Linked DNA regions of Mus musculus: regions 1 and 2 are each linked to region 3. Evidence: chromatin contacts called from public HiChIP or PLAC-seq data. All regions are on one chromosome and are shown on one strand. Each heading gives the region's core, a stretch centred on a gene start, on an enhancer-like site or on the middle of the called end of the contact. The rest is flanking DNA. Distances are from core to core; before and after follow the strand shown.

The links. HiChIP or PLAC-seq counts read pairs in DNA pulled down with a chosen protein or histone mark.
Region 1: a contact with region 3 is called in an H3K27ac HiChIP or PLAC-seq map of embryonic stem cells, with 3 times the contacts expected there. The contact joins two enhancer-like sites.
Region 2: an H3K27ac HiChIP or PLAC-seq map of embryonic stem cells shows a contact between it and region 3, with 4 times the contacts expected there. The contact joins two enhancer-like sites.

What each region holds. Positions count from the first base shown.
Region 1 is chr4:148,678,689-148,682,344 of GRCm38.p6, forward strand. No RefSeq gene overlaps it. Among named protein-coding and RNA genes, the nearest start is that of Gm572, 37 kb to the left of the region's middle. Within about 2 kb of position 2,048, at least 35 of the 459 cell types and tissues checked have an H3K27ac peak or open chromatin away from gene starts, as enhancers often do. A contact at or near this core is called in embryonic stem cells, where this site is marked.
Region 2 is chr4:148,722,829-148,726,608 of GRCm38.p6, forward strand. No RefSeq gene overlaps it. Among named protein-coding and RNA genes, the nearest start is that of Gm32897, 23 kb to the right of the region's middle. Within about 2 kb of position 1,628, at least 33 of the 459 cell types and tissues checked have an H3K27ac peak or open chromatin away from gene starts, as enhancers often do. A contact at or near this core is called in embryonic stem cells, where this site is marked.
Region 3 is chr4:149,598,508-149,602,077 of GRCm38.p6, forward strand. The region is part of intron 1 of Clstn1 (calsyntenin 1); the gene reads left to right. Among named protein-coding and RNA genes, the nearest start is that of Clstn1, 14 kb to the left of the region's middle. Within about 2 kb of position 1,279, at least 14 of the 459 cell types and tissues checked have an H3K27ac peak or open chromatin away from gene starts, as enhancers often do. A contact at or near this core is called in embryonic stem cells, where this site is marked.

The DNA.
Region 1 (3,656 bases), core at 798-3,297, 920 kb before region 3:
GTCTCTTCTGCATCACTCAGTTCCCTGCAGTTCCTGTGGATGCATGAGATGTGGCTGGTAGGAGAGGGGCTATGCCTTCCGTCTTTCGTCTCCACCTTGGTACAATGCTGCCTCGGGGAGTCACTTGTATCTTCACTTTCTCTGCCACTCACCTCTCCTCGTCTCCACTTCTTCAAGGCCACCTAGCTTTGGGACATCACAGACCAGGGCATAAACACATAACCCAGAAGTTCTGTGAACCTTGAGCTCGTTCCCAAGTCCTGAGTGTATTGTACCAACCTGCATCCTTGGACACCAGACAAAGGGCATGGAGTTAATGAAGTCATCAGGCCCCAAGTGATGATAGATAGAGCTCAGCAGGCAGAGAACTCGCCTAGCGTGAGGCTCAGGGCTTTGATCCCCAGCACAGCGGTGGTACACATCTGGAATTCCAGCACACCAGAGGTGGAAGTTCAAGCTCATTTTGAGCTACATGGCACATTCAAGACCAGCTTGACATAGGTAAATAAGACTATATCAAGCCGGGCATGGTGACACACGCCTTTCAATCCCAGCACTCGGGAGGCAGAGGCAGGCGGATTTTTTTCTGAGTTCGAGGCCAGTCTGGTCTACAAAGTGAGTTCCAGGACAGCCAGGGTTATACAGAGAAACCCTGTCTCGAAAAACCAAAACAAACAAACAAACAAACAAACAAGTCTGTATCAAAATAAAATAAAATAAAATAAAATAAAATGAAATAAAATAAAATGATCGCTATGAATGGTCCAGCAATTCCCAGGGCAGGAAGAGGCTAGGCCTGGCTTGGCCTGGGCTCTGGATGCTCTTCTCAGGCAGAATAAACAATAGGCAGCCATTTCTTTCCCCTCAGCTAACTCTCCTCACCCTCTCAAAAGTGGGAAGTCTTCTTTAATTAAAAAGTGCTCGGGGTTCCATGCAGGACTCCTGTTCTCTTTTAAGACGTAACAACACTGACTCTATGGCCCCTCCTACACTTGATGTGCCAGGGCCAGAATGGTACCCATGACCAATTCTGGGGCTATGGCAGGCATACTCGTGAACATCGTCCCTGCCTTGGGGACATCTAATTTTCTTGCCGAGACCTCCCAGGTCTTGCAGGCAGGCATCTGTTTATGCCTGACACATCTGTGTGCCGTGACATCGTGGAAAGGGGTTCTGTGGGGTTGGGGTTGTGGGGTCTTAGCCAGTCTAGGCTATTCAATGTGATTAGACATCATTTGGGTCCCTTGGGTTCTAATCTTCTCCTCCCCAGAGTCTCAGCCAGTAAGCATACATACACTGTACTTCTTCCTTGTCTGTCCTGCGCAGCAGTCAACACAGCCAGAAAATCCCTGGGTTTGCCTCTGTGAGTACCAAGCCTGTGGCCCTGGACTCTCAGATGTCCTCTGCTTCCCGTGATGGCTTCCTGTCACGGCATACCCTTTTAGCGCCGGCTGCAAGTCTCTGTTGGGTATTTGAATCTCACTTAAACTGGAACTGTACTTATTATCAACTCAGTAATTCTCCAGATTAGGGAGTAACCGAACTCCCGATCCTCTATCTTCCGAGTGCTGGGATTACAGGCATGAACGGCCTTGCCATATGTCACTCATATAAGGCTGGACATGGAACCGGAGGCATCGTGCATGCTAGGCAAGAACCCTACCAACTGAACTATGTCTCAGGCCTATCTCCTCTCCCCAGCCCTCCTTTTTCCTCTTTGGAGACCCAGGGTGAGCCATTCCACACCCCAGCACTGTGCCCTTCAGAGTGAGGTCCCCAGCCAGCAATGCCTACATTCCCTGGGAATTCACTAGAAACACAAATCACTAGGGTGGTTTTGTTTTTGTTTTGTTTTGAGACAGGGTGTCATGTAGCCCAGGCTGCCCTGGAACCCTCTGTGTAGCCAAGGCTGACCTTGAATTTCTGATCTTCCAGTTTTCCTTCTCTCAGTTAAAGAGATTACAGCCAAGTCCCACCCTGCTCAGTTTAGATATGCAAATTATTAAACTTGGAATGTCCCTCAGTTACCAAAGTCTAGCTGGGCCACTGCATTATCTTAACGAATGAATTGGACCACACCCCAGATGACAGATCAAGAAATTCAGTCAGTGAGGCCTGATAGTTTGCATTCTAACAAGACTTCCTGTGGATTCAGGAGGTGCTCCATTGCACACAAGAAAACAACTGCTAGGGAGAGAGAGAGAGAGAGAGAGAGAGAGAGAGAGAGAGAGAGAGAGAGAGAGAGAGAGAGAGAGAGAGAGAGAGAGAGAGAGAGGAGACTGGTACTCCCTAAGTCAAAGAACTCCTTTGCCTCTAAAATAAAGGCTACATTCTGTTTCAAAGTCTTGCCACCACCATCTGCCCACTGTAAGCAGGACCACCCCTTTGAGGAAGAAAGAAACGATTGTTTCCATTTTATGGATGCAGAAACTGAGGCTCACAGCCTGATCCAAGGTCACATAGATAGCTGGAAAATAGTAACTCAAGGTCTTCATATTCTTAGGCAAGGAATCCTTCCAGCACACCTTGAGTCTTCAGAATTCCTTTAGACCAAAGAAACAAACCCAGGTCCTATTGGCCAGGAAGGAGATCTGCCTTCCAGCTTTCTGCCCAATTTCCAGTTGCAATCACAAGAGAGAGCATCCAGGAAGCATAAATTTTGCCTGGCAGTTGAGTAAGAGCTCTGAAAGGAGTTACACGTCAGGGAGATGGGACTTTATTTCTCAATGAAATAGCCTTTTTATGGCTGGAATAAAAGTGCCAGGGGAGCCTAATGCCAGGAAGCAGAAAGCACATTTGATAAACTCCTCCAGCCAGGGCGGGGCTGCATGGGAACTCACCGCAGAGTTCCCCACGACACCAGTGCATGCTTCTCTGTAGATCCGAGTCCTGCCTGGGAGAGATCTTGGTTAAAGGTGGTGGTGGGGTCGTGGGCGGCGGTCCTCGTGGCCCTTCTAGATGGAGAATGGCTGACACTGGACCCCAGAGCCTGAAGCTGGGTCTCCAGTTAAAAGTGGAGCTGCAATGTAAAGAGCAGCCAGCAGGGGGCAGCATAACACACTGTTCCAGCCTGACCTGGGGCTGCTACAAGGGTTGGGGGCTTAGGGGTGGGGGGGCCTCTGGGGTACAACCCTCAGAAGAGGTCAGCGGTAACTCTCTCCCTAGGAAGTCTTCCTCCTCCTTTCAGCTTTTCTCTTCAGCCTTTTCCTATCAAAGAACAGTTCCCCATAAGGTGGGGTAGGGTTTCCCTCCCCTGTCTTGCCCACTCTCTGGCTGTCTTCTTAAGCTTCGACAAGTTTATCTTTGGACTTGACTAACCCATTGATTTCCTCCCAATGGGGTCTTTCAGATAGTCTTAGTGTAACTACGTGCAAATGGGCAGAGTTTGTAGGTTTTGGGGGCACCACCTTCATAGTCCCGGGGCGGCGGTGGGGAGGGTGGGGGCGCGAGAAAATCCTGAAGGGCAAAGGCAGCAGGGAAATCTCCTTTCTGAGTGTGTGTGATTGGCAGGTTTACGGCCTCAGGAAGGTGCGTGGTATTCCGCACAATCAAGTCATTTTTAAAAATAATCTCCCTGCTTAGGTCGAACATGCTGCTAATTGCATTTTAATAAGTCTCTTAAAATCTTGCCATATTTTTTAATATCCTAATATTAG
Region 2 (3,780 bases), core at 378-2,877, 880 kb before region 3:
TGGGAATTGCTCGCGGGTGCTTGGTGGTTAGAATGAGGTCCTAGGGATTGGGGGTGGGGTCGCAGGACGTGGGAATGTGGAGAAGAATCAGGGCTCCCTAGGGTTTGCCTGTGGCAACAAGGAAGACTCCCCTTTGCTTTAGAGTCAGGTCAAGCAAGAGACAGAGGAGACCAAGAAGGCGGAGGAGGAGAAGGCGGCCAGGGAGATTCAGAAGGCCCCCACGTGTCAGAAATGGTGGCAGAAGTCTGATCTTGGTATCCAGGAGGCTGAGGCTAGCCTGGGCTACACAGTGAGACCCTGTTTCAAGGACGGGAGGAAAGAAGGGAAGACAGTGACTTCCGATGGCCTGAGACCTGGGTCCTGGGTGCCACGGCTGGCTGTCATGGCTGCCCTGGCTGGCTGTCATGGCTGCCCTGAATGTAGACAAAGATGAAGGGAGGCTTGGAGAAGAGAGACCAGGAGGCAACCCGCTGAGCTTTCCCCAGACATTTGTCAAGGAGCAGCAGGTGGGTGCTGGAGCGGAAGTGGATAAAGGAGAAAGGAACCTGCCGGAGGAAAAGAGGCAGGACACAGGAAGCTTTCTGATTCCGGAAGTGACGCATTCTGCTATTTGGGAGGTAAGTGGGGTGGAGCCTAGAGGGAGGGGCTAGCCAGAGATGGCAGAAACCACACTGCCAATCCGCCCCTCCCCAATCCCCCCTCCCACGAGACTGCGACAGTACCACCACAGTAGCCCCAAAGGATGTCCTGCTTGCTGTGTGCCCCACCCACCGTGGGGAGTTCAGGCCTTTTGCAGCAAGACTCTTTGCCGTAGTCCCCAGGATTTTCTGCCGGGGCAGGAATTATGGTTCCCGTTCTGCTGGGCAGATGCTGAACCACTGAGCTACATCCCCAGACCTACAGAGAGGTTCATTCACTTGCCCAAAGGCCACACAGCTTTTAAGAAGCAGAACTAGAATTCAACCTTGATGTTGCCCCACTGCCTGGCTACCCAGGTGCCCAAGAGTTCCCTGTCCAAAGGATGGTGGATGGGCCTTGTTGACTTGGCTTCTGGATCAGCCAGGGTATGCATGCCAACACTGGGGATGTGTGGGTCAGGAGTGATTTCCCAAAGGGCTGGCTCACTTTAGTTCTCAAGAATGCAAAAAATACTGTTAAAAGAGTTGTTCAAGGGGTGTGGAAATGCAACCCCAAGGTCAGAGGTCAGAGAAGTGCCAGGGATTAGAGAAGCCTTGACTGGAGGGCGGGAGGAGGGGGGGGGGAACCAGAGATGGATGTGGTAATTAAGCTTGCCATCCCAGCACTCAGGAGGCTGAGGCAGGAAGACTGCTGCAAGTTCCAGGCCAGACTGGGCTGGGCTTCAGGGTGCCTGCTCTGTCTCACAAAAGCAAAAGAAATGGACAGCCCTGGTGGTGGTGAAGGTAGTGTGTGTGTGCTGTGTTTCCAGACCTGGCCTGGCTCAATGAAGCAGTCCTGACGGAAGACTCAGAGGCCTAGAGGCAGGAGAGCCAGAGGTGAAGCTGTACACGGCCCATTCATTGGGTGGGTCCCCGCAGCACAGCGCCCGCCTTGCAGGAGCCAGCTCGCCCCGCCCGCGGGGGTCGCCCGTCCCAGGCCGGGAAGTCTAATGTGCCCGCAGCCGTTCCGGGGAGCGGTCCCCCGCCGCGCTAATGTGCGGTCGCCCCGCCCGCCAGCAGTGGTGCCCCCGCGCCGACCCCGAGCGCAAATCGATACGCATCAGGCGGCGGGCTGCCCCGTCCCCTCCCTGCCCACACCCCTCTCTCCAAGCTCCCTTCCTCCCTCTCGGATACCCCGGACCTGCCTCCGCCCTCTGGCTTCCTAGGAGCCTGGGAATCCCGGGTGAGTGGATAGGGGCTTAGGGCCAGAGCGTGCTCATTCTTTCCCCAAGGCAGGGACCCGGGGAGGGGGATGAATGAAACACTCCAATGCAAAACATCAGGGGTGACGGTGGCCCCTGCATAAGAGAAATCAAGACAAGTAAAAATTAAGGCCCGGGAATGTGGCTCAAAGACACAGCTCTATGGCACATAAATTAGATGTGGTGTGCACACCTGTAATCCCAGCACTCGCTCTGGAGTAGAGGCAGGAGGGTCCTAAATTCAAGGTCAGTCCTCAGAGGCTACAAAGTGAGCTTGAGGGATAAGGGAAATCATGCTTCAGGTTAAAATGAAAAGGCTTGGTGGACGATAGCTCAAAGGCTCAAGCGCTTGCTTTGCAACAAAGAGTTCGAGCCTACATAAAAGCTGGCAGGTGTACTGGCACCCTGCTAGTCCAGGTGGGCACGGATGATCCTCAGAGCAGGCTAGACCATCAGACCAGGGGAGCCCCAGGCTCACCAAGAGACTCCAATAAATTGGAGTGTGGGATCAGCATGGAGACACTGGGTGAAGTCACTCACGGAGGAAATCTGGGGACCTGAGGTAGATCCATGGAACCCATGGGTCACCCGAAGGAGAGAGCTCACTGCCACACATGCACCATGGCACCTGTTCCCATTTACCCCACGCCCTCCATGCTGTGATAATAAGTAAAAAATTTAAAGATTAATTTTTTAAAAAGGTGGAACCTGACAGAAGATACCAGGCACCTCTGACCTTACAGGGCCACACAGGCCCGCGCGTGCACTCGCACACAGGCCCACAGGCCTTCGTTCAGGCACACACACCACACGCACATGTACATGTGATAACTACATAAGTTAAAAAAATTAAGGGAAAAATTAATGCAAAAAAAATCCTCAGTGATCAAAAATAAATCAAAATTTTAAATGAAGCTGAGATCAGTAATGGTTGAGCAGAGCCATATTGGAGCCTGGGGCAAAGGGAAAAAAAATATCAAGAAGCTGGATCCTGTTTCATTTAAATGTTGAATTCTTTGTTCATCCCAGATTGCTCACTGGGGGACGGGTTGTCACTGAAACTCGCTTTGGGGACCAGTAATGACAGAAGAAGAAATGCCAGCACCTTAATTACCTTAAAAGTATTATTGGGGGGGAGGGTTGAACCCAGGGCCCCCTGTGTGCTAGGTGCACGCTGTATCCCCAGCATCCTCTCCATCTTTTAAAATTGTGGTTGTTGCAGCAGGGTCTCAGGTAGCCCAGGCTGGCCTCGAACTTGCCGCCTAGTAGAGTCTTGCTCTGAACCCTTGCTGCTTCTCTTGCCTCCCGAGTTCTGGATTTACAGACATAGGCCACCTCTCTCAATGCATCAAGTTACTAGTTAAGTTTTTTGTCTTCTTTTGTTTGACACAGCATCATTCAGGCTGACCCGGAACCCTCCATCCTCCCTCCTGTCTCAGCATCCCGAGTCTTGGTCTTAACGGTTTGTAGCACCACGGCATCTCTTAATTTTCTCTTTTTTAAATAAAAAACCCCCGTGACAATTTACAGTTTACACAGCAATGTACCCAGCATACTTTACCTTTGGAGGGCTTTCTGTCCCAGGATTTCCATTATCTTCAGAGCCCTGCAAGTGTCACCAACCAGCTTTAGCGCTTTGCTCTACCCTTGCTGGAAACTCTGTAACCTCAAGCAAACACTCGTTCTCTTTGGTGTCCCCAGACCCTGGCAACCATACTATTTCCATCGCTATGGCATTATCTGTACTGGAGATGAACGCGGGATCATATGCTGTGTGGTCTCTTGCAGCTCAAGGTTCATGGTTATTATAGCTTCTGCCAATATTCCACTCTTTTCTTTTTCCTGGGTATGCATGTGCGTGTGGTGTATGGAGCCTGTGTGCATTGGTGCATACGGCTGCT
Region 3 (3,570 bases), core at 29-2,528:
CAGTGGTTAAGAGCACTGACTGTTCTTCCAGAGGTCCTGAGTTCAATCCCCAGCAACCACATAGTACCTCACAACCATCTGTAATGGGATCTGATGCCCTCCTGTGGTGTGTCTGAAGAGAGCAATGGCATACTCATATACATAAAATAAATAAATAAATAAAAATTCAAATATACACTGGTAAACTGAGGCGGCTGGTGCAGGAGGTATTTTCTCTCTCCCCACTCAGATCCTGTTGTCGTAAACTGGCCCTCAGCACACTCTGACCTCTGGTATCTTCTGAGCTGTGCAGCAGCTAAGAGCCAGCTTGGTTCTGACAGTGTTTTCTCGGACCACAGTCATGTGTGATTCCAAGATGATCTAGAGGTCACACGTCGGGTCACAGTTTAAAGGACAGCAACTTGAAACTCAAGTAATATTTTCTGCTTGGAAATGTTAGAAACTCTGTGACCACAGGAAGTTTACTCAGCCCGCAGTAAGCGTGAGTGGGTTAGGAAGACAGTGTAGTCACACACAGACACCACCGCATGGGGAATCATGGCCTGTAACTCCCTGAGTCACGTGTATGCTGAGGAGATGGGATGAAGAGTTGAGAAGGTGGAGAGAGATTTCCAGTTTCTTGAGTTCTGCACCAGGGTGGGTAAGAAGGTAGACACCGGCCTGTCTGTTGTGGTCTCAAGGGAGAAGAATGGAGCCAGAAGGGAAGAGAATGGAAGAGCCTCCTGGTGCCCCTGGGTCAGGTCAGGTGGTGTGTCTACCATGGGGACTGTCTGACCCTTTCTGAAACTTACTCTTGCTGTCTCCAGCTCCCAGTGCTGGGTTTCTCAGCCTGGGCCATTTCACCTGCCTTTCAGGAACTATTTATTAATGTGCATTACATAAAGCCATGACTGATCAAATGTACCTAAGAGTTTGTATTAAAGAATTTAACTTAAGAATTGCTGTTTGAAACTGCCCCCTTGGGCTTTCCAAATTATTTAATCTATAAGAATCAGGTTTTACTCTCTTGTCGAAGTATTTCAACAAAGTAGAGAGAAAAGAGTGAAAAGACAATGAGGACACCACGCACACGCACACGCGTACACAGCAGGAATGGCTTTACCACAGCACAGAGATTTACTTGTTTCCTCTTGCTATGAGCCTCATTAACCGTGAGGGGCTCCCTGGAGTGGGGTTCTGGCCCTCTGGCCTGGCATTGCTTGTGGTACAATACAAGCCACCCTAGCCCAGGGAGGCATTGTCACAGTTGGAGCCCTCAGCGTGGTATTGGGTTAGCTATGTGCTTTTGAGCTACAATACTTTGCTTGGTTTGGTCTGGTCTGGTCTGGTCTGGTCTGGTCTGGTTTGATTTGGTTTTTTAAGACAGGGTTTCTCAGTGTAGCCCTGGCTGCCCTGGAACTCACTCTGTAGACCAGGCTGATGTCCAGCTCACAGAGAACCTCCTGCCTCTGCATCCTGAGTGCTGGGATTTAAAGGATGTGCTACTGTGCTGGACCCTACTTTGCTTTCTTTAAAAATAATTTTTTGGGGGTGGGCAGGATCTCATGTAGGGGATGCTGACCTCAAACTAAATTGTATAGTTGAGTGTAGTTGTTGGGGCTGAGTGTCTTTTTCGTCACTGGGGTCTCTGAGCTCCTCCAGCAAGCCGCTCAGGGGAGGCAGAACACAGTCTGTGATAGGGGTCCCAGGTGAGAAACAGTGGGGGCTGGGATGGATGCTAAGGTTCCTGGCCTCCTGTGTACCCAGATGTTGCTGGTGACATCGGGGAGTTAGGAACTGGGTCCCTACAGGCCAGGCAGGAAGGGGATGGCTGAGCCCAGGAAGTGGGCGGGATCCAGTATGGAGTGTGGAGGGGCTGGAAGAGAGAGGGACTGCTCCAGGAGACTTAGGCATGCTCTTCACGATGAAGGCCTCACTCAGCCATGGTCCTTGATAGAGGAGCCTGTCCTTGCTGGTCCAAACTGCTTTATTTGATGGCAGATGTGAATGCATTCATCTTACTCAGGGTGAACCAGGAATTAAATACTTTTGTGGAAGGAATGCCCGGGAAGGTAAGCTCATTGGCTAAACACTCGGGACCTATCTAGATACCTCATTAACAAGGAGAACTCCAGGGTTTATGCTACATGACCAGTTGTCATGGTCCTCGCACTGGGCTGTCTTGGTTACATGTTCCAGAGCAGGTCTTTGGCAGGGAGCTGGCCTCACGCCTACTGTTCTCAATTCTGAGAGTTCCCGGGGTTTAGGCTTGCTCGGCCTTACCAGTCCTTCTGTCCACTTGCCTTACAGAGCATGACCTTGAACTCACGACCTTCCTACCTTCATCTCTCAAGTATTGAGATTACAGAAGTGCACTATCATGCTTCCATTTCTTTTCTTCTAAAGATCTATTAATTTTTATTTTTAATGTATGAGTGTTTTCCATGTATGTGTGTGTATGTATATGTATGTGCAGCACACACATGTAGTGCCTATGTATGCCAGAAGGGGATGTTGGAGGGCCCTCTGGAACTGGAGTTACAGGAATTTGTAACCATCCTGTGGCTCCTGGGAACCAAGCCTGGTCCTCTGCAAGAGCAGCCAGTGCTCTTAATCACTGAGCCACCTCTCCAGCACACTTCTGAGTTTTCTTGGGAGGTGGTTGATACTGGGGTTCAAACCTCACATATGCTCTGCAAATACCACCAAGTTGGCCTTCTCTTTTGAACTTCAGTTGTTAACAATAACAACAAATTATCACCTTTGTGTACCCTCCCAAGACAGCCCTTGCAAGCCCGTGATGTAGTGCTGACCTTGTAAAGTGCCTGCCTTTTATTAAGCTGTGGTGAATGAAGCCTGTGTTTGCTGTCTGCTTCATGTTCCTGAGGAAACTGTTGGGATTTCTCCGGCATCAGGCTTTACCCGGGGACAGTTCCACCCTCGGGACCTGCCCAGTGCCCGTGGGAAAGGCTGTGAACTGCTGACCCCAGGGCTTGTGCTTTGGTGTTATCCTTGATAAGGCCAGTGACTTGGTTTTGCTTAGACAACATTCCTTACATCTGGCTCCCCTGACGGTGCTCTGCCCCATCTGCCCCAGTCCCCTCTGCCCTCGTGTGTGTGTGTGTGTGTGTGTGTGTGTGTGTGTGTGTGAGAGAGAGAGAGAGAGAGAGAGAGCGCCTTTACTTGTAAAGTTGGCAGCCTGCCTGTCCACTTAAACAGGCTCTAGAGTCTAGAGCCTGGAATTGTATTGCATTAGGATGTTAGGTACTTAAAACCCTTAAGCTATAAAAGAAAAAAAAATCTACTAATTTATCCTAAAAACAACAGCAATAAAAACAAAAAAACAAAAAAGCCCCTCAGCTTCTGAATTTCGAAGCTGGGATTCTAGAAGTAAAGGGACTTCAGAAGTCACATTGCTTACACATTTTACCAAAGGGAAAGTAACCGGGGCTGTACCTCTGTCACTGGCTTTTATAGCTCAGGACTAGCAGGTAAGATTGAATAGTGGGGAGATGACTCAGAGGTTAGGAGCACCAACTGCCCTGGCTGTAGACCTGGGTTCCGTTCCCAGCACCTACGTGGTGGCTCACA